Regions from separate parts of the Mus musculus genome. Here all the other regions are linked to region 4. Evidence: chromatin contacts called from public promoter capture Hi-C data. All regions are on one chromosome and are shown on one strand. The core of a region is the stretch at or near the end of the contact, and the rest is flanking DNA. Distances in the headings are between cores, read along the strand shown.

What was found. Promoter capture Hi-C pulls out the DNA fragments that hold promoters and counts their contacts. Capture Hi-C pulls out chosen DNA fragments and counts their contacts.
Region 1: a contact with region 4 is called in a promoter capture Hi-C map of liver, with 2.9 times the contacts expected there. The contact joins the promoter of Rnft1 here to the promoter of Ggnbp2os in region 4. A contact is called at or near these places in 2 of 39 promoter capture datasets (hippocampal neurons and liver), 2 of 115 datasets of contacts at active chromatin or transcription factors (astrocytes and cardiomyocytes) and 1 of 9 other capture datasets (liver).
Region 2: a promoter capture Hi-C map of liver shows a contact between it and region 4, with 4 times the contacts expected there. The contact joins the promoter of Tubd1 here to the promoter of Ggnbp2os in region 4. A contact is called at or near these places in 5 of 39 promoter capture datasets (hippocampal neurons, liver, neutrophils and 1 more).
Region 3: a contact with region 4 is called in a promoter capture Hi-C map of liver, with 2.5 times the contacts expected there. The contact joins the promoter of Med13 here to the promoter of Ggnbp2os in region 4. A contact is called at or near these places in 5 of 39 promoter capture datasets (cranial neural crest, hippocampal neurons, liver and 1 more), 2 of 115 datasets of contacts at active chromatin or transcription factors (astrocytes and embryonic forebrain) and 1 of 9 other capture datasets (adipose tissue).
Region 5: a contact with region 4 is called in a promoter capture Hi-C map of pre-B cells, with 5 times the contacts expected there. The contact joins the promoter of Taf15 here to the promoter of Ggnbp2os in region 4. A contact is called at or near these places in 6 of 39 promoter capture datasets (the 3T3-L1 cell line, cranial neural crest, frontonasal cranial neural crest and 3 more), 1 of 484 Hi-C or Micro-C datasets (CD4 T cells) and 1 of 115 datasets of contacts at active chromatin or transcription factors (extraembryonic endoderm stem cells).
Region 6: a promoter capture Hi-C map of hippocampal neurons shows a contact between it and region 4, with 8 times the contacts expected there. The contact joins the promoter of Vmp1 here to the promoter of Ggnbp2os in region 4. A contact is called at or near these places in 2 of 39 promoter capture datasets (embryonic stem cells and hippocampal neurons) and 1 of 484 Hi-C or Micro-C datasets (B cells).
Region 7: a contact with region 4 is called in a promoter capture Hi-C map of pre-B cells, with 2.9 times the contacts expected there. The contact joins the promoter of Ints2 here to the promoter of Ggnbp2os in region 4. A contact is called at or near these places in 6 of 39 promoter capture datasets (the 3T3-L1 cell line, hippocampal neurons, liver and 2 more), 1 of 484 Hi-C or Micro-C datasets (B cells) and 1 of 9 other capture datasets (adipose tissue).

Annotation. Positions count from the first base shown.
Region 1 is chr11:86,482,868-86,486,110 of GRCm38.p6, reverse strand. It overlaps Rnft1 (ring finger protein, transmembrane 1), which reads right to left and starts at 1,454. Exons shown (of 9, transcript NM_029788.5): 1 at 1,312-1,454; 2 at 1-50.
Region 2 is chr11:86,543,390-86,546,903 of GRCm38.p6, reverse strand. Tubd1 (tubulin, delta 1) reads right to left here and starts at 1,913. Exons shown (of 9, transcript NM_019756.3): 1 at 1,674-1,913. Rps6kb1 (ribosomal protein S6 kinase, polypeptide 1) reads left to right here and starts at 2,097. Exons shown (of 15, transcript NM_001114334.2): 1 at 2,097-2,338. The coding sequence starts at 2,198.
Region 3 is chr11:86,356,298-86,359,472 of GRCm38.p6, reverse strand. It overlaps Med13 (mediator complex subunit 13), which reads left to right and starts at 1,877. Exons shown (of 30, transcript NM_001080931.2): 1 at 1,877-2,013. The coding sequence starts at 1,948.
Region 4 is chr11:84,868,414-84,871,884 of GRCm38.p6, reverse strand. It overlaps Ggnbp2os (gametogenetin binding protein 2, opposite strand), which reads right to left and starts at 1,880. Exons shown (of 2, transcript NR_131201.1): 1 at 1,789-1,880; 2 at 254-681. Ggnbp2 (gametogenetin binding protein 2) reads left to right here and starts at 1,095. Exons shown (of 14, transcript NM_001364114.1): 1 at 1,095-1,280; 2 at 1,813-2,008. The coding sequence starts at 1,916.
Region 5 is chr11:83,471,819-83,475,215 of GRCm38.p6, reverse strand. It overlaps Taf15 (TATA-box binding protein associated factor 15), which reads right to left and starts at 2,108. Exons shown (of 16, transcript NM_027427.3): 1 at 2,010-2,108. The coding sequence starts at 2,016.
Region 6 is chr11:86,681,881-86,685,306 of GRCm38.p6, reverse strand. It overlaps Vmp1 (vacuole membrane protein 1), which reads left to right and starts at 1,471. Exons shown (of 12, transcript NM_029478.6): 1 at 1,471-1,567. It overlaps Ptrh2 (peptidyl-tRNA hydrolase 2), which reads right to left and starts at 1,233. Exons shown (of 2, transcript NM_001098810.3): 1 at 1,184-1,233.
Region 7 is chr11:86,256,289-86,259,768 of GRCm38.p6, reverse strand. Ints2 (integrator complex subunit 2) reads left to right here and starts at 2,175. Exons shown (of 25, transcript NM_027421.3): 1 at 2,175-2,565; 2 at 3,440-3,480. The coding sequence starts at 3,451. The region is part of intron 2 of Brip1os (BRCA1 interacting protein C-terminal helicase 1, opposite strand); the gene reads right to left.

The DNA of each region.
Region 1 (3,243 bases), core at 205-2,704, 1.6 Mb before region 4:
GCCCTTGAGTATTTTCTCTCTAAAATGTCTTTGCTTCAGGACTCTTTCTCCTTAAAAGTAAAATCAAAGAGCAGAAAGCATTCTAAGTTAATCACAAGCAGTGCATCGGTTCATTAGGTGTCCTTTGTTCACTAAAGGGGCAGTTGACAGTCACAGACAAGTTTCAGGTCCTTCAATCTTTGCAACTGTCAAAGCTCTGCTGCCCTGCCCCACTCCAACCTCGAAGTCCAACTTGGCAAACCAAGAGTTTTGAACCAGGGGCTACTTAAAGTACAAAGCACTGCAGATGTCTTGATTTTTCAAATGTGCCAAAAGACATCAGCAAAGAGTCAAAGGGGTGCCCAGCAGATACCACAGTGAATAGCAGCACTAATGCTGAATAAGTTGGCTCATGTACTCTGAGGCAGAGTCCACATCAGGAAGTTTGCTAAGGGTGGGTGAGATGGCTGGGTAAGTCAAGACCTTTAATTTGAGTTAAATCCCCTAAACTCATATGGTGGAAGCAATGAACTGACTCCCACAAGTCCTCTGACACACACACTAAATAAATACAATAGATTTTTTTTTACAGATTCATTAATGTTTAGAAGGAAAAAAATCAGTGCCTTAATTAAGCATCAACAAAGATAATAAACACTTCATTTTATGCTGAAACAGCTTCCACAAAGCTAATAAGGTTTTCAGTAATTAATGGTGCCACCGAGAATATTGCTTCTCCTTCCAAAAGAATGTTAGTCAAATGCCTTTGAAAGAGGACCCTTAGGGGGAGTCATCACGTAATTGCTAAGTGATGCTTTAGTCTAAATAAGGAGTTAGCCTCCCGAATAAAAATGCCACCATCGGCTTGGTTAGGGGTGTCAGAAGAGAGGCTGTGGGCAGGGCAAGATCCCTACGTGATCCAGTGTGGATCTCGGACCAGGGTGCCAGAATCGTGCTGTCGCCCGACGAAACGCAGAGCCCACCGCCGGGCCTCTCCCGTTTCCCCCGCGATGGAGCTAGCTGCGGCGGAGGCTGGCTGGCTGAAACCGTGCAGTTACTGTGTGACGTTTCGAAGAGGCTCGGAAGCCACAGCGGCTCTATCGCCTCACTCTCTGAAGAGCGACTTGGGACAGGACAGTTTGTGTCTCTGCTATTAAAAAAGAAACACAAAACCTGCCCTCCTTCATACATAAACAAGAAAAGGGGAAAGGGAGAAAGAAAAGTCAACGCCAACTCTTCCGGAATCCGCGAGGACAGAGTTCTCCACCCACGTCCGAGCTTCGGCTCTTCTCCCCGGAAACCCTCCGCCTCACCCCCTTCCCCAGGCCTGACCTCTCATGACCAGGAGCGGGCGGCCTCGGCAGCCACAATACCAACAGCCCGACACGCGGCCGCAAGCCCTTCTCGCCAAGCCTTCAGCCTCGGACGCCACCAGCAGCGCTCGGCCTGGCCCCGCGGCGGCGCGCGCGCTCCCTAGACGTCGTCACGCGCGGCCCGCCTTCGCCGGGCCACGCCCTCGCCCAGTGGAAGAAGGAGCCTCTAGGCCCCGCCCCGCGCTCATCCCGGCCCCGCCCTTCCCAGCAGAGAAGGGAACCTTTAGGCCCTGTCCCGAGTCCCTAGCCCCGCCTTCACTGGGAGGAGGAGGAGGAGGGCGCATCTAGGCCCCGCCCTGAACATCGTAGACCCGCCCTGTCGCCCTGTGGCCCTGTTGGTGATGTTATACGAGTGGCGTAGTGGCGGACGTGTGTGCTAATTAAGTCTGCGTGGCTGTCACGTCTTGCGTGTATTAGTGATCAGTCACACGCTTCGGAGTCCTTCAGTACTTGAGGTTGAAAATGGGTAGGTCCAGGAACCTGCTCGGCAGCGGGCTGCGTACCGGGAGCCGCGATCTGGCTTCCGGCTGCGTGTTGCTAGCTACGCCAGACCCGCTGGGCTGCCTGGGCAGAGAGGTTGTGTGACCTGGATTCGGGTTCCAAGCCTGAAGTTGAACAGTGTGCCCTAGTTCGTGCCAGAACCGGGTGCCAGAACTGGATATCAGACGCGCCAGGAAGTTTGTGAGGCCCTGGAAGTAGATTTAGAAAACCCCGTGTTGGCGAGCAGGGAACTCGACTTCTAAAATAAAGGCTACTAAAGGGGAAAAAAGATACTACAAGGAAAAAAAAAAAAAACACAGTTCTGGAAAATCTAGGACATCATATGTATAACAGGATTCCTATGATTCTTGAAATTAAGTATTTCATCGGAGGCTGACGTGACTAGGCAAAAGTCTGGCGTTTTGCACACACTTGGCTTTTTGCAGAGACACTTCTGAGTTACGTGTCCAGTAATTTTGTCTTTCTACCTGACTTAAACCTTTCAAATACCTTGTCAAAATCTCCTTAGCCATGAAATTTTGTCTTCCTTTCATAGTAGTATAACTGAATCTACTGGTTTTAGCCTCAGCCCTTCATTCATCTTGAGACTATTCTTAAATTTCTCTCAAGTCAAAAAGCACTTTAAAAAATCCCAATGCTCTTTTGGATCTGCTTCTCTCTGTGACCAGCACATTAGCACTCTCTTTTTTTAAGACTTGGTCCCAAGTAGAACAGGCCTATTTGTGCCTGTGCGTGATGGTGACAGGTAGTGCCTGAACTGGTACGACAGAGGACACTTTTGGGAAATTTTCTCTCCTACCTTTATTTGGGTTCCAGGGAGCCAACTGAGACTGCAAATTTTGTGCACAGCAGAGATCCTATGTGAGTAGTTTTATTTTAAACTAAAATGAACGTATGATAAGCATTAGTGGCTCATGATTGTAATCCTAGAATTTTGAAGACTAAGACAGAAAGATGCTGTGAGTTCCAGGCCAATCTATGATACAGAGTAAAACTCTTTTTTTTTTTTTTTAAAGATTTATTTATTTATTATATGTAAGTACACTGTAGCTGTCTTCAGACACTCCAGAAGAGGGCATCAGATCTTGTTACAGATGGTTGTGAGCCACCACGTGGTTGCTGGGATTTGAACTCTGGACCTTCGGAAGAGCAGTCGGGTGCTCTTACCCACTGAGCCATCTCACCAGCCCCAGAGTAAAACTCTAAATCTCAAAAAATAACATAAATGCAAATTTAGGCAGCAGGAAAATCATGAAATGTCACATAATCACGCCCCAACGACAGCAGAACAACAGTTTGTAAACTTAATATACCTAATGTTCAAATTCCCATTTTATTTTTTTATGTATTTATTTTAGATTCATTTAGTATGTATACAACGTTCTCCCTG
Region 2 (3,514 bases), core at 664-3,163, 1.7 Mb before region 4:
CAGGTCTGAAGATGGGCCTCTCTTCTGTTGTTTGCAGCTGTGCATTAGACTAGCTGACCCATGATTCTAGGGAATATCCTGTCTCCACTCCCCATCTTTCCATAGGAGTGTTGGGATGTGCTAACACATCTGGTTTAACATGGGTTCTGGAGATTCATATTCAGACCCTCAGGCTTGCATTGCGAGTACTTTGTCCCTGAGCCATCTTCCCCAGTCCTCTGAACTAGAATCCCGATTCTCAGATGGTGAGACCTCAGTGAAATTTTGGAATAACACACCTTTTTCCTCAAATTTCCTGTCCCCATCTAAGAATCTAGTCATTTCAAGAAATTCCCTCACTCTATAATTTGGGGGATTTAGGGTTCACTGGCCCAAATTCATTCACATACAATTCAATGGTTTCCAAAATATGATTCACATTCACTGTTGTCCCAAGTACACTTTTAAAAGAAAACAAATAAACCATAACAAAAGTGTTGGTTGTGGGGGCTGTGTAGCCACGGGGACCGGAGCCTAGAAGCAGCACCCACATAGCAAGCCAGGAGTCCTGTGCAGGCCTGTAGTTACAGAGGCAAGTCCAGTGCGGACAGAAGGACCACTGTGGATAGCTTCCACTTGGTTGAGAAAACTCAGCCCCAAGTTCAGAGAGAGAGAGAGAGAGAGGGAGAGAGAGAGAGAGAGCTGGATGCCCTCATCTCCTGTGCATTTGCATAAGTGCTCACATTCACACACATGTGCATATATACTCACACACATAAATAATCTAAAGGAAATATGATCCTGAAGGAATTCTTTGTATACATTTCACACTACATGGACATCAGAAGTTAGCTCAACAATAGAACATTCAATAACATTAATTTTCTGTTTTCTCACCAACCGTCTTCTGGCCCGGAAAGCACAGTTAAGATCAATAAGCCCAGTCATGGTGGCTATACCTTTAATTCCAGTACTCAAGAGACAGAGGTAGGCAGATCTCTGAGTTTGAGGACACAGAGAGTTCCAGGACAGCCAGGGCCACATAAAGAAATCCTGTCTCTGAAAACCAAAAACCAAACCAACTAGCATAAAGTTGGATCCAGGCATAGTGGTGCAAGCCTTTCAACCCAACAACACTTGGGAGGCTGAGGCAGACCGATCTCTGTGAGTTTGCACCTACACAGTGCGTTCCAGGACAGCCAGAGCTACATAGCGAGATCGTGTCTCGGAAAGAAAAGAAAGAAAAACAAAGTTGGAGCTTAGAGAAAGACCAGATAAAATATGAAACTAAATCTTTATTATTTTTAAACGACGTTGTTTGTTTTTAGACAACATCTCTCTATGTAGCCCAGTTACGCCTGAAACTGTCTAATTAGTCTGGGCTGACTTGAAACACATGATCCTTCTGCCTCAGCCTCTCGGAGAACAGGGACTATTTTAAAAAGAGTATTTTTGATAAGTGCTTCACATCAAGTCTATGTAGCCCCGGAAAGGAGCAGAGGCTTGTGAACCAGATTTTCAACTTAACGTCTAAGACTGCATTGTAGGTAATTCTATTCTCACTTTACAGTTAAGGAAATTGAGTTACCGAAGGGTTATGTAACTTTTCCAAGCCACTGAATTAGCAAATAGCAAAGACAAGAGTCTCTCTTTGCCTTTCTTCCCTATCAGCTCCCCGGTAACCCCACACTCACTGACAGCTCTGCGACCGGCAGTTTCAGTTCGGTTCAAACTTCAGAAGACCAACCCTCTCACTACGCGCATGCTCACTTTCAATACTTTAAAAAAAAAAACTACTTAGAACAAATAAATGCGCTCGCTCCTTATGCGAAGAGCTCTGCTGAGGGCTTGTCTTTTTTCGACCCTCGTTTCCCTTCTTCTATTTAGGAAGGCTAATCACGCATGTTCAATTTCAATTTATCAACTTCAGATATGGTACGCATGCTCCGTGTCCGGCAAACGCCTTAGACAGAAACGCGCAAGCTGTACTTTCCCGGCTTGGCTTCGGACGGTGTTCTGCGCATGCTCCTGCCAGTACCTGGCCCCGGGAGCTAATGCTACGCATGTCCGCTGCCCACTGTATGGCTTCAGAAGACTTTGTACGCATGCGCCGGAGCTGAACTTGAGGAGCCAGTCTGGGGCCTAGGCGCAGACGCATTGAGCTTAAGCAGCCGGTGATGGCGGCAGCAGCCGTGGAGTCTGCGGCGGGTCCGGGCCCATGAGGCGACGACGGAGGCGGGACGGCTTTTACCTAGCGCCTGACTTCCGACACAGGGAAGCTGAGGACATGGCAGGAGTGTTTGACATAGACCTGGACCAGCCAGAAGATGCAGGCTCTGAGGATGAGCTGGAGGAGGGGGTGAGGCCCGGGGTCCCCGGGGTATGGGCGGCGGGGTGGGGGGGCAGCGGCGAGGTGACAGGGCCGGGGTGGCGGCGTGGGCCCGGGAAGCCTGGTGTGCCCGAGGGCGTGGAGACCCGGGGGGGACGCGAGCGGTCTCCGGGAGGAGCTGAGGCGCCGCGCGGCCGAGTCGGGGAGCGGGCGGGCGGGCGGACGGACCTGGCCCTAGGTGTGAGGCCTCTGCGGGGCGCGCAGGTGCAGGGCTCGCCCTGATCCCTAGCTGAGCGCTGCCCCGGAGCAATGTGTTTCTGGAGCGCCGAGGAGAAAAGGCGCGCGGTCGGCTTCTGGAGCTGTGGGGCTTGAGTGCGGCCCGGGTGGTGTGAGCGTGTGCTGGGGGTGGGGAGGGCCGATCTTGTTGGGGTGTCCCCCTTAGTGCAGGTGAGATGCGGAAGGGTTTCCCTGTGGAGTGTAAGATTGCAAGCCTTAAATCTTCAGACTCCCCACAACCACCTCTCTTCTCGGCCTGTCGCTTCTCTCCTAGGAAGCGCTCAGCTGTTAGAAGTGACAGCTGAAAACTTCTGTCGGGAGTAGCACTGCTGTGACAGCCACCAGGAGTTTTATTTCGGGAGCAAGGGGGCTCTGCTGCATCTTCCAGGGTTTGTTTGTTTGCCTTTTATTTTTAACCCCCCTTCCGTGTGACTTTTTAAAGGAAAAAAAAACCCCCATTCATAACGACACACGGCATTTGTAAGTTAATTCCCTTCAAGTTGAAGATGTCTATATTTTTTTTTCAGAATAATTTATGTAATTGTAGGGTGGGAAAAAAAGCGTTGACAGCTGTGATTTGTCTCGCCAAAAATAAATTGCTTGAACCGAGACTTGTGAATAGTGGTGTGAGGGTTTTCCTTGCTGAAGTTTAAATTTAGAGTCGCTTTTCTAGTGCACATCTTGGCTTTACCTTTGCTGTCCTAGTAGTTTGTTATTTATGTATACCATTTTTTCTACAGTAATACTTACTGAAACGTACATATTTTACACCAAGGGTTAAAAAAATACATCAAACTAAATAACCAATCTTGGACAAATGTCATCAGTAATAACCTCCTAGTGACTTTAAATGTCTTTAAGTCATCTGTAGAAGAATATGGGTTTATGGCTGATGTTAGATAGTTGCTGTATTTACATGGGGTCTCCTTC
Region 3 (3,175 bases), core at 628-3,127, 1.5 Mb before region 4:
CTAACTGTTGTCTCTTCTTTTCTTCTTGAGACAGGGTGTTACTATGTAGCCTAGGCTAGCATGGAGCTTCCTTTGTGGACCAGAATGGCTTCAAACTCAGAGATTCCCCCTGCCTCTCCAGAGCTGGGATTAAAAGCTTGTGTCTTTACTCCTGGTATCATTATCTCTTAATCTTTCCCGATTCCTCCCTCGTCTCCTCCTAGAATCCTTTTAAAGTTTGCATGGAAAATGTTTTGAACTCTTCACTGAAGAGTAATCCAGCCCAGAATAATTGTTTGGGAAGGGATTTAACATCATACATGGTTTTTCTTATTCATTTCTAAGTTTTCAAATATCAAGTACCTACTGTGTGCTAGAACATTTTAAGGCACTGGACAGCTATAGCAACAAAGGGTCAGTTCTCCTGATTCTCACTCTCAGAGTTCACGTGTTTCTCAAAGTAACCACAGAAAGGAAGGATGGAAGTATAGTAATGCATGCCTTACACTGCTTATCGGGCGCAGGCACGAGGCTAGTGCTCAGGTTGTATTCATGCATCATATAACAAACATAACATTTGTTTTCCTCATTTTACAGATGAGGAAACTGAGTCACAAAGAGGTAAAAGACTGGCTCCAGCTTCGAATCCTGAACAGCAGGACTTTATTTCTAGTTCATTAACCACAAGACCATATCGTTTCATTTTTTTTACCTCTTTATTATAACTTAAAAAGAGAGGGCGAGGCTGGTGTCTATCCAGCTCTCATTCTTTAGCCCTAGAGTTCTGCGATGTACCCCGGCGGCCTTATGGAGTGAATGAGAATGCATTGGAACGTCTTTCTTTTTCTTTTCTTTTTTCTTTTTCTCTCTCTCTCTCTCTTTTTTTTTTTTTTTTGCCAACTTTCTCTTCCAAAGAATTTGAACTGATTTCCAAGTAATTCTCGATTTTGAAGTGAACCTTCCTGCGCTGCTGCACTTTCCCCAGCCAGCAGAAAGCTAGGGCCAAGACTCGGGTCATCTTAACCGGGGCATCCAGCAGATGGCGCCATGTTAGTAGCCACCAGCTGGCCGCCCGGTCCCCGGGGCTCCGAAAGCTTCCCTGCCCTCCCTCACCGCCTTCTCTCTCCCCCCTCCCTACGGAGCCCGGCCCACGTGACCTCGCGGCGGCCAATGGGCGAGCAGAGAGGGCGAGCTGGTCCCTGTGGCCGCCATTAAAGCGAAGGGAAAACCCGTGAATTCGGATTAAAGGGGGAAAAACACCGCCCGCTGGGCCCACAAAATGGGGGAGACTACGGCGTCCAGGCGGTGAGGCGGCAGGAGAGCAGACGTTAGGCAGGCTTGGCCCAGGGACAACACGAGGACACAGCCGGAGAATGGACTGAGCCCACAGACGCCGCCACCACCTCCGCCGCTGAGGAGACTCTGGGCTTAAGGACATCGCCGCTGCCGGGCCGGGGGCCCGGGGTGCTCTGCCGGTCCTCGCCCTTCCCGCCCCTCCGCGGGCGTCCCCGGGCCGCGGAGAACCCTCCCGGGCTTCTGGGCTCGGCCCGCTCGGACTCGGGCTCTGACTATTTATCGTGTACCTGATTGTTATTATTATTTTTTTGTTTTTCGTTTTTTTTTCTCTTTTCTTCTTTTAAATCTTTTTTTATTTTTCTGGTGGAAGGGACAGACATCCCTTCCCCTCCTCTCCGGAGAGGGACGCGCGTCCGCGGGCTCCGCAGTCCCGGCGGCCGGCCGAGCGCGGCGCGGCCCTCCCGCCTGCGGCCTCGGCCCCGGGCGGCTGGGTGCCTCCGGGCGGCGGGGGCCGCGGCGGCGCCGGGGGGCGGCGGGGAGGGCGGGCGGCCCGGCGGCCTCCTCCCCACCGCCCCCCGCCCTCCCCGGTGTCTGTGTTTCTCTCTCTGGTCGGAGGCGGCGGTAATGGCGGATGGTGGGTTGTGGCGCCGGCGGCGGCTGCTGTGAGGGACGATGAGTTCCTCCTTCGTGTCGAACGGGGCCAGCCTGGAAGATTGTCACTGTAACCTCTTCTGCCTGGTGAGTGCGGGGGCCGCGGGCGGTGGGGGAGGGGGCCGCGCCGTGCGCCCTTGGGCCGTGGGGGAGGGGGTCTGGGTCGCATCCAGATGCCGGTGTCCCCCGGCTAGGCCCCGCCGGAGTCGGCCTCCTCCGAGGCTCTGCGGCCGCCCCGGGAGGCAGCGTCCGCTCACCTACCGACCGGGGCTCTGCTGGGAAGAGGCTTGTCTTTCCCCCCACCCCCTCGGTCTTTCTCCTCCTCCTGTCTTGTTTTGGACTCTTTTCCCCATCCTAGTCTTTTCCTTAACTTGGGCTGCTTATCTGCCCGGATAGTAATATTTTCTTGTGTGCTTCTTGCTTCCCCGCCTCCCCGCCCCCCGCCCCTTGTATCGAACAGTGTATCCCTTTTCCACACTTTCCACGATTGCCCCTGCTCGACTGCCTTTAAGCTCGCTTTTCCCTTGTAAGTGGGCTTCTCTTAAACAGGACCCCCCCAAAAACTTACGTATTAAAACCCTCTTCGTTTTGTAAGTTAAACTAATACAGGGGTAGTGTCCTTATGGGTGACTTCAGATCTTTGTGTAAAAACAGTGTGTGCCGGTTCATATGTTTTCTTTTTAAACTTTGAAAACATTTTGCCATTTTGACAATTTCTAGCCATCTTGCTTTTATTAGAACATTATGTTTTTGTGAGAGTGGAGGGGCAAGTGGAGGAGGTACTGTGGTTTCGCACTAAACGTTCTATATTTGTCTGTTTTGCTTACGTTTTAAGAATGTTTTGAGCTGGCTGTTCCTTTTATTGAACTGAAAAGTCTGGGGCAGCTGGAATTAGGGATGTTCTAGTACGTGTATGTAGGTCGGCCCAAATCGGATAACACTCAAGAGTTAAGACTTTTGTCAAAAGTACCAACTGTTGCAAATATCTAGTCCTGAATTAAACGATAGCCGAGCTTCCTGAATGACTAAGTTAGAGTGACTTTTTTCATTTTTCGTGTGCTCTGAGAAATATTAAGTCTATCATAGGTAAGTGAATTAAGTGGGTGGAGCATAACTAGTTGGCAAGCATAAACTGCCAGTCATGTATCAGCAGTTTCATTTTTGGCACCTTATGCTTTCTGTCACTAAGTTAGAATAAGGAATTACTGAATTTCCTTTGTTGAATCTCTTTCACGATGTGGTAAATGGG
Region 4 (3,471 bases), core at 631-3,130:
AGACATATTTACTGGATAATCACACCTTTGGGAACACACAATGGTTCTTCCAGTTTATTATGTCACCTACTCTAACAATGACCACACAATGTCATAAGTCAACAAGGCTAAGGATGCACTGTGGGATTTTTTTTTTTTTTTTTTTTTGGTTGTGACTTGAAAGACTTCATGTGATCAAAATACTTTTAAAGGTCAGTAACAACAGCTTTACCCTATTTTACCAGAAAATATTCGATCTGTCCTTAAGATCTGGTAGTTGTACAAGCAGCGAATGGATTTATTATTAAAACCATCAAGACAAAACATTTTCCATCTTTTTGGCTTTACAATGGACCTCCGTAGACTAGTACCTGAGAACGTGGCAGTAGTCAAGAGTGCAGAGGAAACTCTCTTTACAGCAGCTCTGGTTCTCGGAAGATGGTCAGACCGAAGGGCCTTTGGCCACTATCAGTAACTTTGCCCAAGGGAGTCCCTTAAGTTAATATTAACTCAAGAAGTTCCTTTGGTCGGAAGCTACACATAGACTACAGTTCAGTTTTCTGTCTATTGTAACAACAGATCCTGCACATATTTTCCATCCATCTTGCTGCAGTCCCCATAAGGCGGCCGGCTCTGGGTGAGTCAGGGTAGCAGAGCCCTTTCCTCCAGTCTTACAGGGGTGGAAGTCCGCATGTGTGCAACCTGGAAAACAAGGTCAAAGGTCTCTGCAGTGTCCATTCTCCTAGACCTCGACAGCGCCAGCTCTTCATCGCTCACCCAAGTCTTATCTGGGTTCCCCCCCCCCCCCAGTGGGCTTTCCACCCCACCGGTCTCCAGAGAGCAGATCCCGGGTCGTCACTGGCAGGGACCCCGGCTGCTCCTGCTGGGCCTCCCCACTGGCCCTATTTTCACGCTCGTTTTGGTAAATCCGGGGCACCACGCAGGTCAGCCGAGCGCGACAGCACAGGGGGTTCCCCCCACCCGTACAAGCCGATTTCGAAAGTCGGGACACGAGCGAGGCGGCCGCGGTCTCGCGAGAAGAGGCAGGCCCCGCCTGGAGTTCGCGGCCCCCCCTCCCCGGCCCCACCCTCCCCACGTCCCCCGCCCTCCCTCCCACACTCCCCGTGGCGCGAGCGGCTGACTGAGCCTGGAGAGGAAACGGCAATCGCAGCCGCGCTCCCGCCCAGGCCGGCCCTGACGCGGGCCTCGTCAGCCGGTAACGGGGAGCAGAGGTGGGGGTCAGGGAGGCGTCCTCGAAGTCAGTGAAGGTCAGAACCGAGAGCTCTCTCTCTCCGACCCGGGTGAGGACTGGGGTCTGAGCTCGCCCCCACCCCAACTCTGCAGAGCCGAGGCAGGGTCGACCCCTCCCAGGGGCGGGGTGGCGCCGGGCAACTGCAGCCTAGGGGGCCACCCTGGGCGGGGCGCTCAGCCAGGAGAGAAGGGGTCAGCGGCAGGGGGTGCGGGCTTGGGCTGTGTAGCCGAGGCGGGGATGGGCTTCTGGAGCCCGGACTCCCGAGCTGGGCGGGGATGTCCCGGGGCCAGCAGGTCCTTTTCCGCCTCTCCTTTGGACCCTGACTGGAGGCCGGCGGGCGGGGGGGGGGGGGGTGGGTGGGTGGGGAGGGGGGGTCTGGGTGGGGGAGGGCAGGCGGCGCGAGGGGGCGGGTCCCGGCGCTGCGGGGCGCTGATTGGCTGAGCGCGTGTGGAATCGGGTGATGGGAAACGCAGCGCGGCTCTCCTGTCCTCTCTCGCTCCGCGCCCCCCCACCCCTTTCACCCGTGGCGAATGTGCTGCGAGGTGGCGGGTGCTTACGCTCGCGGGGTTTGGCTGTTGCAGGCAGGAGCTGGGAGGAGGCAGCAGCAGCGGCGGCGGCAGGAGCAGCGGCGGCGGCAGCAGCTGGGAGGAGGTGGTGACGGTGGCAACGGCAGCGTCGGGGACGATGGCGCGACTGGTGGCAGTGTGCAGGGACGGGGAGGAGGAGTTCCCCTTCGAGAGGAGGCAGATCCCCCTCTACATAGACGACACCCTGACGGTGAGCGAGCGGGCTGAGCGGGCCGGGCCGGGATGGGCCCGCTGCTCCCCGGCCTGGCAGCTGTTTCCCCTCCCCCAGGCCGAGCGCTGCGCACTGGAGAAAGAGTGTGTTGCAACTCCTAGGCGAGGCCGCCTCTCCGATGGGCCCCACGAACTCGCCATTGCAGCGGGGCCTCTCGGTACCCTTGGCAGGCCCCAGATCCAGCGCCCCGAAGGCACTTGGAGGTCCCCTGCTCGGGTCTTCCTCCCTCTCCGAACCTTTGGCCTTTAGGCCTGCCTTTGAGACGCTGTTTGCCTAAGCACGCGCCGGGGAGAAGGGTTGAAGGAGCTGGGGCGTTTAGGGCCTGTCCTCTCCAGAAAGCACTTACCCTCCGGGAGGCTCAATTAGTTGAAAATGTCGCAGCTGCATTGTTACCTGTGTGTTTCCCGTTTGAACACTGTAGCTATCTCTACATAAGTGTAATTACTGAGGGCAGAGTGACATTCTCTTGCACAGCGAAGATTCCACCTAAATGATTTGATTTCCTAATACGTCTCACATTGCCTAGTACATTATAATTCTTGAAATGGTTGGGTTAAGCCATGACTCTTCAAAATGGGCCTTCGTGGCATTTTTTTGGTTTACAAGTAGCCCAAGACCAAGTTATTGACTGTAAAGTAGTATGAAGAACTGACTGCTCATTGTGGATAGAAAAACACAAACGTGGGAAGATGGTTGTTTTAAGACTTGGTGTTGGTATACCTTTGCCGACCCCTCTACCCGGTGTTGTAGTACTGTTTCCTTTAAAAGGAAATGGCAGAAATTTGAGTTGATTCTGAGCAGGAAGTAAATGCAGTTGCTTACCACAGTTAAATGAACCTTCTCCGAACAAGTTTTGAAATCTTCATTTTGATGCTGACGCTCCTGGATTTTGCACTCGCCCATTGTGATCTGATGTAGATAAGTCTTCCAGCCTTTGACTTTTTTTCCACTCAAAGGCAGATCGGTTATCTTCCTGAAAAAAAAAAAAGTGTAGTTATGTACTGAAGGTTTTAGCATTTTATGTAAAATGCAAGTCATTGTGGAGATGCCAGTCTGAGCCTTTTTGCCAGTCTCAAGAGCTTCAGTACTTTTAAAAAATTAGGGAAGCTATTGACTGGTTCACTTCGATGGAACTTTGCAATGGAAAGCATGCTTTAAAAAAATAGTCTAATGATTTGACATAAAGTAGAATTTATATTAGAAATTACTTGTATGTATTGGTTATGGTTTCTTATTTTCTTGAATTTTAATTTTAATGGGCTTATATTAAAAATAGTTTTAAAAAAACAAGCTAGAAACCAGTTAAATGATTTTTTTCTCAGTATGATAGTGCTTGGTCATAGTTCATTTGTTATTACCTTCTGTCCCCTTCACCATAAAACCTTAAAAAAACACAGTTTGATAACAACCTTTTTTGTAGTGCATTTTTCCCCCTTAATCCT
Region 5 (3,397 bases), core at 859-3,358, 1.4 Mb after region 4:
GGTCTTTCTGCCACAGCAAACATCTAAATAAGTCAATTAAATTTCTAAGTGTAGTCTGGAATGTTTAAAGGATGTAGCTTATTAATAATACTAGTTACTTACAGGGGGGGATTTATTCTGTTAAGTGTATTAATTTAACACACATTAAACAAGTCACTTATTCAAAAGTCAAGGTATTTCATATACATCACAAAACATATTAAGTTGTATATAACAGTAAGAAAAAAATCCTAACTTAAGCCTTTAAATTTAAATCTTTCATTGAAATTACTCAGTCCTATAAAAATGTCATTGTCTTATATAAATAATTACAATAAAAAACCAACAGTGTGGACCAAATGTAGCAAGCTTGCAATGCCACTCAGGAAGCTGTTAAAAGATGATGAGTTCAAAGCCAGCCTAGGACACACTGGAAGATCCTGTCCCAAACAATCCCTGAGCACTGCTTACACTGAATCTTGGTAATTCCTACATGAAGAGAGCTATTTAATTTTCTAAGTCACGGTTAACCTACATATACCCTTCCTAAGGATGCACTTGTACATCCTTTTCTGGACCTTTACCTGGAAAAAATATGCCAATTTCTCCTCTGGAACTAATAATCCCTTGTTTGAACAAAAAGCAGAATTTAAAAAGAGCTAACTTCACTTCAGCCTAGCTTTTTCCACCATACAGGTACCCTACCCAAAAAGATGAGATTTCTAGCTCCTCAGTATCATTGCTAATCTGAGGGAAGACCATCATTCTCTGTCCCGTCTTTCTCGCTCCTTTTGAATCTTCTCCAATTGCAGATTTGATCATACACATCCCTCCAGGTGGACTGGGAAAACCTTTAGAAAAGGATTGCCAATTAATTAATAAAAGGGCAAATCTTCCAAGCATAGTGGTGCACACCTTTAGTGCCAGCGGTTAGGTGGATCTGTGAGTTTGGGGCCAGCCTGGACTCCATATCGAGTTCCAGTTGAGCCAAGGATACCTCATGAGATCCTTTCTCTCATAAGTAGGTGAAAAACTACCAAAGTCATTATGTCATCTCAGCCATATGGCTTTAGGCAATGTTTTCCTCAGAAGTAAAGAACTCTCGTTCTGGGTCTGTCTTTGCCACCTGTAAGTGTAGCCCAAAGAAAGGACCTTATGTGGTCAACTGGAACTGTTAGAATTCAGAGGACTTTTAAGTTCTGGTTTAACAGGACCCAGACTGCCTGTCCGGAGGGGGGAAAGCCTCACTTCCACACAGCAGTGGCCTCTATAAATACTAATTTGAGGAAGACGCTGTCCTTGGTCTCTAAAGTCTTAAGGGAAATGCCACGAAGACCTAAAAGTGCTCGTCAGTAACTGGCAAGGCTTAATTCTAAGTTCAGGAGATTAACAAGTGGAGGAGGGAGTACAAAGGTGAAGCCCAATAAACAAACACCGCCCCGCAACCCCAATGGTTACAGCAGAGGGAATGACCGTAGCGCGACTTCGGGTAAGGCAAAGTGCTTCGAAAAGGGCTCCCAGAGCGTAAGACTCCCACCTGATGAATGGGTGAGTCAGGAAGGCCCAGCTCCACTTCTCGGATGGGGAAACAGAGGAACGAGGTGGCGAGACGACCGGCCGGAGGCCTCGCTGAGAGATCTGAGTCGGCGCGGAGGACCCGAAGCCCCCAGTCCTCAGGCTGATGCTCAGATCTCGGCTCCCCCCGCCCTTACGATGGCGTAGACGGGCCTCCGCCCCCCCCCCAACTCACACACACCCTCCCCGGGGAGCTGCTCATCTCCCCAGGTTCCAAGGGCAGGATCAAAAGAGCTCCGGGGCGCTCCCGCCGTGATTTGTAGCCAGGGAGCGTTGGGAGCGTGCGTGCCTCCGGTCCAACATGGCGGCGACGCGGCCGCCCCCCTCCCTCCCCCCACCCCAGCCTCCCTCAGGCCGGAGTCTTTCCCTCGCGGCCCTCCGGTGGGCGGGAAGACGGCCAGAACCCACCGGACCCCTTCTCGCCGCTGCCGCTGCTCGCTGACGGAGTCACCTACCCGACATGACTAACAGCCGCGGCGCGGAGCCCCGCCACGGCCCGCGGAGAACAAGGAAAACGAAAAGCCAGGCGGCGCGGCTGCTGGAGCTGCTCTGAGGGCGGCGCGGCGGGCTGAGGCCGACTGCGGGCCCTCGGCAGCCAATCAGCGCGCGGCAGGCGATACCACTGCGCCGAAGCCGGAGGGGTGATTCCACGCCACTCCGTTCCGCCGAGCCTTAGAGTCCTCCCGGATCTCCCCTCCGCGACCGTACCATTATTGAGAGGGAATTGAGAGAGGAAAGTACCAATGCCCTCCTGGGGCTAGGGGAGGAAAGCGAGCCAGCTCGCTCCGCCCCATTCACAACCCCAGTTCTAGTTTTACCGGGTCTGGTAGACTTTGAAGCTATGAAGCGAAAGACGAGGCTCCCCTTTTATAAATAAGAACTTAATGCCTGGGAAAGTCGATTCTTCCTTTAAAATCGGGAATGGTGTGGTCGGCCTCGCTCGGGCTCTTGCTGCAGAACTTGAACCACTTGGGGGCGTCCCGAGTCTGGGCAGCGAGCGGAACGAAAGTCGTGACAAGCTCCATACCTGATCGCCTCCGGGGCTGTTATAACCACCTTGTCCAATAAAAAAATCGAAGTGAGACCAGAACAAAAATGTGACTTCAGTCTAAGTCACGCGCATAACTGGCTCCGGGAATAAGGAGACACGGGAATGGATCTTTCTTAGTCCTCTGTAACAGCTAACTCTTAAATTGTCAGCGCCTTACATCATCTCATTTAATTCGCACAACAGACTGATGAAATAGTTTCCCCCAGTTGCGGATACAGCCGGATAGCCTGAGGCTAACCAAGGGCAAAGGTGGAATTTTGAAGCCTGGTAACCAGACCCTGTTGCTAAGGGGTTTTACCGGAAAGCCGTAGAGTAAGCTCAGTTGGGAAAAGGGCTTGGAAAACTCGAGAATCTGCAAGGACATTTCCCCGAGTGAGTGACACCTGAACGAAGACCTGGGTGATGAGTTATTCAAGTTGAATTGGGCAAAAGATCTGTCCAGACTTGGTGTAGAACAAGTAATTTGATATGTTTGAAGTGTAGCCTCCAGGGGAGAAAAGTTGAACTTGCCAGAAAAGTAGGAGGGTATATAGCTGAGGCCTCTTAGTTTGAACTTTGTCCTGAAGGTGGTGGATCCACCCACTAGAGAACTTCAAAAGGTGGAGATTAGATATGTATTTTCCAGCTGTAGAATGAAGAATAGGTTGGAGTTGCGAGGTGCCTAAAAGTGGGAGAGAGAAGCGAGACTAAGAATTTTGCTCAGTGATCCAAGCCTGGCCTAACATGCTTGAGTCCCTGGGCTCAATTCCCAGCACTGATAATTTTTAAAACCAATTGAGGTAGCATGGCCCA
Region 6 (3,426 bases), core at 222-2,721, 1.8 Mb before region 4:
TCCTCACAATTTCTAGGTTGTAAAATAAGCAAATCAGATTTGGGGAAAGTTAACGTCTCTACATAGCGTCTATTACAGGATGGGTAATATACTATTCTATCCAAACTGCTAAAGAACCAGACAGGCTGTCATTGCTACCACAGTTCTTTCTTTTTGTGTTTCATTCTTGAGTTTTGTGCACCACTCCCTGCTGACTTTTAAAACTTTAAACCTTCCTCTGAGTTATTTAACTCAACTTCCACCCACTGCTCACCTGACCTTTCTCACAGTTTGCAGTCTCCTAAGCAAAACTACCTATTTGCCTGGAAATATGGATAATATTACACACACGTACATAGTTGGCCCTTCTGTCTGTCCCTATGCTGTCCAATGTGGTAGAGATTAGTGTCACAGAGCAACATATGGCTAAATATTCTTGATCTGCCTTTTCCTGGAAACGGCAACTATGCCTTTGTTTCCAAAGGCTATTACTGACCACCTTGCAACCATGTCTTACTTCAGAGGGTTGTTATGACCAACTTATGTTCACTTTCCGCTGCTATTAACACTGTTTATATGCCAAATCCCCCATTTGGAAACCAATACTCCTGAACTATAAAAATCCTTATTTTCCCCATGTCCAGTGCTGATCTCTTGAACACTGCCTTTTGGGAGAAATAGTCCGTGTAAACGAATAATAATAATAAAAAGTTTGCTTTAATTAATCTGGCCATGATTTGGGTCAGTGGTCTTCCACTTCGAATCCATGAGATTAACAATAGCTTCAGAGTAGAGCGCTTTGCTCACCATGCACAACGTGCATGCACCGCAATACCAATAAATAAAAATACTTTTGAATCCATCTTTAGAATTCTTTTCCTTTTCCAAGCTGGGCTCAACAATTCGAAGACGGATATTTAAAATGTATAGTGTGAGGCCTGTTCTCCATTTTTTTCACGCTAGGGTAGCGTATCAATGCCACCTCTAAGAGGAGGTGTTGCCAGCGACTAAAATTCTGGGTTCTATCTTGGCTTCTTCCAAAGGTTTGCAGAGTAGGCAAGGCAGGCAGCAGCCACGGGGCGGAAGACAATTTATGAAGTAGCTAGGGGGAGGCCGACCGTGGGGTAAGATGATAAGATGCTTTTCAGTAGAGCCATTAAGAACTACACTCCTCTGCACCGTCCTAGAAGGAGTCGAGACTTACCTGGAGCTCGTCTCGCTCACCTCGCAGGTCTCCAAGCCAGAACAAGGAACACGCTTCGCGCGCGCCACCTACTCCTTCCGGGTTTCCTGAAAAACTAGTTCCGGATCAGAAACTACGAAGCGCAGTCATCCTTCTTCTTGTCACACCCACAGAGCCCGAACCGAGAAAGCCGAACCGAAATCCCGCGAGGAACCTCCCGGTGGCCGAAAGGAGGGGGTGGGGGTGGGGGAACGTTTCTCTTTTGGAGGCGGGCTCCTTAAAGGAGCCGGACCGGAAGTGACGCGAGCGAGTTCCGGTTGGCTGGAGCCCAGCGGCGGGTGTGAGAGTCGGTGTTGTGAGCCGCTTCCAGGATCCTGCGATCCGGAGAAGCCGGGGTCTGAGCGGGTAGGTGAGCGAAAGCGGGGAGTCCGGAGCCCAAGCCGAGCTTTCCCACAGCTCGGCCGCTTCCGCAGCTCCCGCACTTGGGTGATGCAGACGCAGAACACGCTGGTTTCCACTTGAGATGGCTCAGGTCACTGCTGACTGGCTGTGTCAGCTGGCGGTGGCCAGGTTATGTGGGACACCTCTCCGCGCTTGGTTACCGGGACATTGAACCCAGACACTCGCGACAGTTCGTTCCAGACCTGGAAGCCGGCTTTGGCTTTCTCAGAGAACCTCACTCCCGAGCTGTCCAGAGCCTTGGGTTAAATGAAGAGGGTCTTCGCTGCTGCTGATTCTCAGGACCTTTCAATGGGTTTTTCTCCTCCCGGGCCACTAGCGCAGTATGCTAAGTATATCTCCGAGAAACGAAGGTATTCGGGTGTACCGACAGTGCAGAGTAGTCAAAGGAAGGGGTCATTACCTCTCAGAGTTATTGCTGTGGACCCACTCAGCTTTTCCTAGGACTGTCATTTAAAAAAAAAAAAAAAAAAAAAAAAAAGAGGGCTCTCCGCTTTTTCCAAAACCTTGATCCCCAACATTTTTATTTCCCCGCAGTGGAAGTACTTGCAGCAAGATAGGGACTTAAAGGTCTTTACGATTCCAAACAGTGTATGGGCTTAGCGGGTTAGGCAGCTATGGGTTGCTTATGACCTCCAGTTGATTTTATGTAAACATCTTTTGCTTTTCTACTCCAGCAAAGAATCCAGGAATGCATAGATCGGCTGTGTATGTGTCTATTGGCAATGTCATTCCTTACCTTTCAGTTCTTTCTTGACGCTTGTGAGAGGTTTCGTAGACAGATTGATCATTTAGAGAACCTTTTCCAGTGTTTCTCTTGGCCTAATGAAGAATTTAATTCCAACTGTTTTAGTTCATTTTTTGAGATGGGGTTTCTCTGTGTAGCCCCGGCTGTTCTGGAACTTGCTCTGTAGACCAGGTCCACCTGCCTCTGCCTCCCGAGTGCTGGGTCCGGCTATATTCCAGCTGTTATTGTCTGAGAATTGTGTTGTCCTTGGGTCTGATTTTAGGGAAGAAGCTTATTTACTACGCTGTATTTTTGTATTGGAGGTGATGTTTTTGTTGACCTTTGGGAGAAAGATGCTGGCGTACCAGACACATGATCAGTTGGAGTAGATGCAAAGTGATTCTGAAGTGGGAATCTCTTCTGCTTAACTTATTTGCCTAGGTTATCTAAAACACAGATGCATTTTAAGGGGTTTATCCTTGGATACATTTAACAATACAATTAAATCCCTGAGGCACGCATTCCAGAAGAAAATAGCCACATATCTGAACTAAGCTGGCAAATGGTTTGGTGCTGTTTCCCAATTTACCTACAGCTAGTTTAAATCTGTTTGTTTCCTATTGTTTTTAGTTTTGAGTTCTTGAACTGTTTTACACTTGTCAGTTTTGTTTTGTTTTGGGTTTGTTTATTTGTTTGTTTGTTTTGTTTTTTTGAGGCAGGGTTTCTCTGTAGCCCTGGCTGTTCTGGAAGACAGCCTGCTCTGTAGACCAGGCTGGCCTTGAACCCAGCTAAATCCTTTCTTATCTGCTGTTTGGTGTGTTATCCCTGGTTTGTTTGCTTGCTTGCTTTTTGTAGTTGTTTTTTTACTTTTCCAACAATTTTTTTCTTCTTTCTTTTTTCTGTTTGTTTGTTTGTTTGTTTGTTTGTTGTTGTTTTGAGACAGGGTTACTCTGTGTAGCCCCTGGTGTCCAGGAACTCACTCTGTAGACCAGGCTGGCCTCAAACTAGAAATCCGCCTGTCTCTGCTCCCAAGTGCTGGGATTAAAGGCATGCGCCACCATGCCCGGCTTCCAACAAT
Region 7 (3,480 bases), core at 926-3,425, 1.4 Mb before region 4:
TTGAGTTCAAGGGTAGTCTGGTCTTCTGAGTTTTAGGATAGCCAGGGCTACACACACACACACACACACACACACACACACAAATCCTGTCTTGGTTGGTAATTCGTTGAAGGATGCTCAATTTTTTTTTTTTGTTTTTAAATATTCATTTATTTCCTTTTTCTGAGTTTAGGTGTTTTGCCTGCATATTCTGTGTACAATATGTCTTCAGTGCCCATAGAGGCCAGAAGAGAGTTTTGGAAATGTAATTACAGACTGTTAGCTGCCTTGTGAACTCTGGTCCTCTGGAAGATCAGCTAGTGCTCTTAACCATTAAGCCATCTCTCTGGCTCCAGAAATACTTTTTTTTTTCTTTTCTTTCTAGACAGGGTTTCTCTGTGTAACTCTGGCTTTCCTGGAACTCACTCTGTAGAACAGGTTGGCCTTGAACTCAGGAAATCTGCCTACCTCTGCCTCCCAAGTGCTGGGTTGAAAGGCGCCACATTTGCTCAGAAATATTTAATAAGCAAGCCAAGCCAAGCCAAGCCAAGCCAAGCAAGCAAGGAAACAAGCAAACAAGGAAAAACTATTGTGTGTGTGTCCTGCAGAGGCCAGAAGAGGGTGTCAAACCCCTTGGAGTTTTGGAGCCACAAGTATAGGTACTGGGAACTGAACTCAGGTCCTCTGAAGAGCAGAATTTTTTTTTTTAAAGATTTCTTTATTATTATATCTAAGTACATTGTAGCTGTCTTCAGACACCTAGAAGAGGGCATCAGATCTCATTATGGATGGTTGTGAGCCACCATGTGGTTGCTGGGATTTAAACTCAGGACCTTCGGAAGAGCAGTCAGTGCTCTTAACCGCTGAGCCATCTCTCCAGCCCAAAAGCTGCATTTTAATAAAATAGTTCAGAGGCTTGACAGATGGCACAGCATGCCAGGTGTTGGTCGCTGAGCCAGATGACATGAATTCAAGTCCCAGGACATACATGGTGGAAGGAGAAAATGAGCTTCCATGAGTTATTCTTTTTTCTCACAAGTAAACACATGCACAAATGTCACACACACACACACACACACACACACACACACACACACACACACACACAAACGCGCGCGCGCGCGCGCAAGGTCATGCAAACCTTGGGTGAACCAGGAACAACAACCACAACAAAAAACGTAAGCTGGTGAAGATGGCACAATCCTATAATTCCACAATTTGAAAGGCTGAAGCAGAAGTTCAGAGCAGCCTGGACTACATAGTGTGGCGCTGTCTCCAGAACATTTATTATGAGATAAATAGACTTGCAATTTTTAAGATGGTGAGACTTTAGTTTTGATTTTCTTTCACAAGTGCCACATATAATATTGAGAAGGTTCCACTGAATTCGTTCCTAAAATTCACTCTTGAATAGGATTTTTGTAACCTCGAGACCCGAGAAAGCTACCAAACATAGAGCCTCTAGTATGAGCCCTGGGCAGACAGAGGGGTTGTGTCAAGTACCAGTCATCCTTGTCTACATAATGAACTCCAGGCCAACAAGGACCACATATACCTTGTCTGAAAAACAAAACCAACCTCGAATGCAAGCCGGAAGTGGTAGCATGCGCTTATAATTTGGGTACACACCATAAAACTAAATAATGAAAAGTTATTACACTTTGGCCTTAGTGTATAGACTTATGATTAATTACTTTTTTTTTTTTTTTTCGACACATGGTTTCTCTGTGTAGCCCTGGCTGTCCTGGAACTCACTCTGTAGACCAAGCTGGCCTCGAACTCAGAGATCCGCCTGCCTCTGCCTCCCAAGTGCTGGGATTAAAGGCGTGCGCCACCACTGCCCGGCTTCATTACTTTTAAAATTCCCCTACACACAGGTCTTGGGATTCTAGAACTTTCTAGACCGCACCGGCAGGGGTTTAAAGGAGGCTGCAATCGGGTTCCATTAGGCAAATTTCTGTGGAGGAACAGAGCGGACAACTTTTGCCATTTAATACATTATTGTTATTTAAATGTCGCGATAATTGGTTCGGGGGTCGGGATTTCGCTCTGACCGTTTAGGAACTCATCTGACAAGGTTCCAAGAGAAAAGCTCTGGAAAACAAGAAAGTGTAACACTCCACGCTTTCGGAAGCGGGGAGGGCGGTGACGGAGGAAGGGGCGGGCCTGCGCATGCGCAGAGCGGCCCTAAGCTGGCTTTTCTTATCGCCGCCGACGTCTTCTCAGTGCTGTACGGTGGCCGGCGCGTGCCAGAAGCTTGGGATGAATGGAGGTGCAGGGTGCAGGTTGAACTAAGTCTCTGCTTTCCCCTCTCTCCTGGTTGCTTCTCCCTTTTTTTTCCCTTTCCTTTTTACTTTTTTTTTTTTTTTTGCAGTGTCCCCATTCTGATTCTCGCTCTGTCGACGGCACTGTTGGTGCCAGCGTCAGAGTTCTTGGTGCCTGAGTCGACTCCGGGCATTGCCGGGGTTTGGGGATCTGGATAATCACCTAGGCCCAACTTCGGACCGCGCTCTCCATTTCTGCCTCGTCTGGCTCTCGGAGGCGGAATCCGAGTGGGTCCCTTGAGGCTGGAGGGTTGATCTTAAGGTATGAAGCGTCGGCTTCTCGGGCCCAAGTGCCGCTTTGTCTGAAGTCCGCCTGACTCTTCGCAGCCCGGGTCACTCGATTCTCATTGCTGCCTGGCAGAGACCCCTGAGTCCTGTCACCTCTGCCTTGAGCTTACTCTACTGTTAAAAGACCAGCGCTTACTATTGAAACAGCAGCATTTCTGCCTACGATTCTTTGTCCACAGCTCTGCTAGGGAGTAGGTCTTAAGACTGAGTGGTCTCTGTTAACTGTTCCATGTCACCTCTCTTTTCTGCTACCTTTTGAAAATTTACTCAAAACCACAGTGCCCAAGTGAGACTCTCTTTAACTCCTTCAGCTGACTGTACATACACATCTACCTCTATAACAATAGGGGTACGGAATAGCGTTGTGGCTTTCAGAACCATGCCTCTGACATTACTTTTGGCCCGTGAGATGATTTACCAGTGTTTCCATGTAGTTGGGAGGTAGAAAGAGAAGCCCAACTGATATTTATATTTATCTGGTAGGCTTGTAAAATGAAAGAGATCTGGCTGCAGCCGTTCATTTTCTCTCCATATTTCATGGAACTCATGTAATGGGCATAATGAGGGAAGTCTTGGCTGTGTTCAGGGTAGGAGGGTTCACTGGGACACAAAGTATTAGAGCAAATGATCTCTAAATTGAGAAGAAACATTAATCTGCAGTTTTCCTTCTTATCTTCCAGATGTCAGTAGAAACATAGAGACAGAAACCTGAGCTTTAATTGTGCCAACAACATTGCCAATGCAAGGACCTACTAAGTATTTAGTATACTTTGTTAGATTTTAAAGAAGGTTGTCATATATGTGGGAAGTAGATACCGATTTTCATTTTGTTGTTTTGGACTCCTTAGGATCGAGAGCGATGACGCCCGAGGGTACAGGCCTGCAGTTT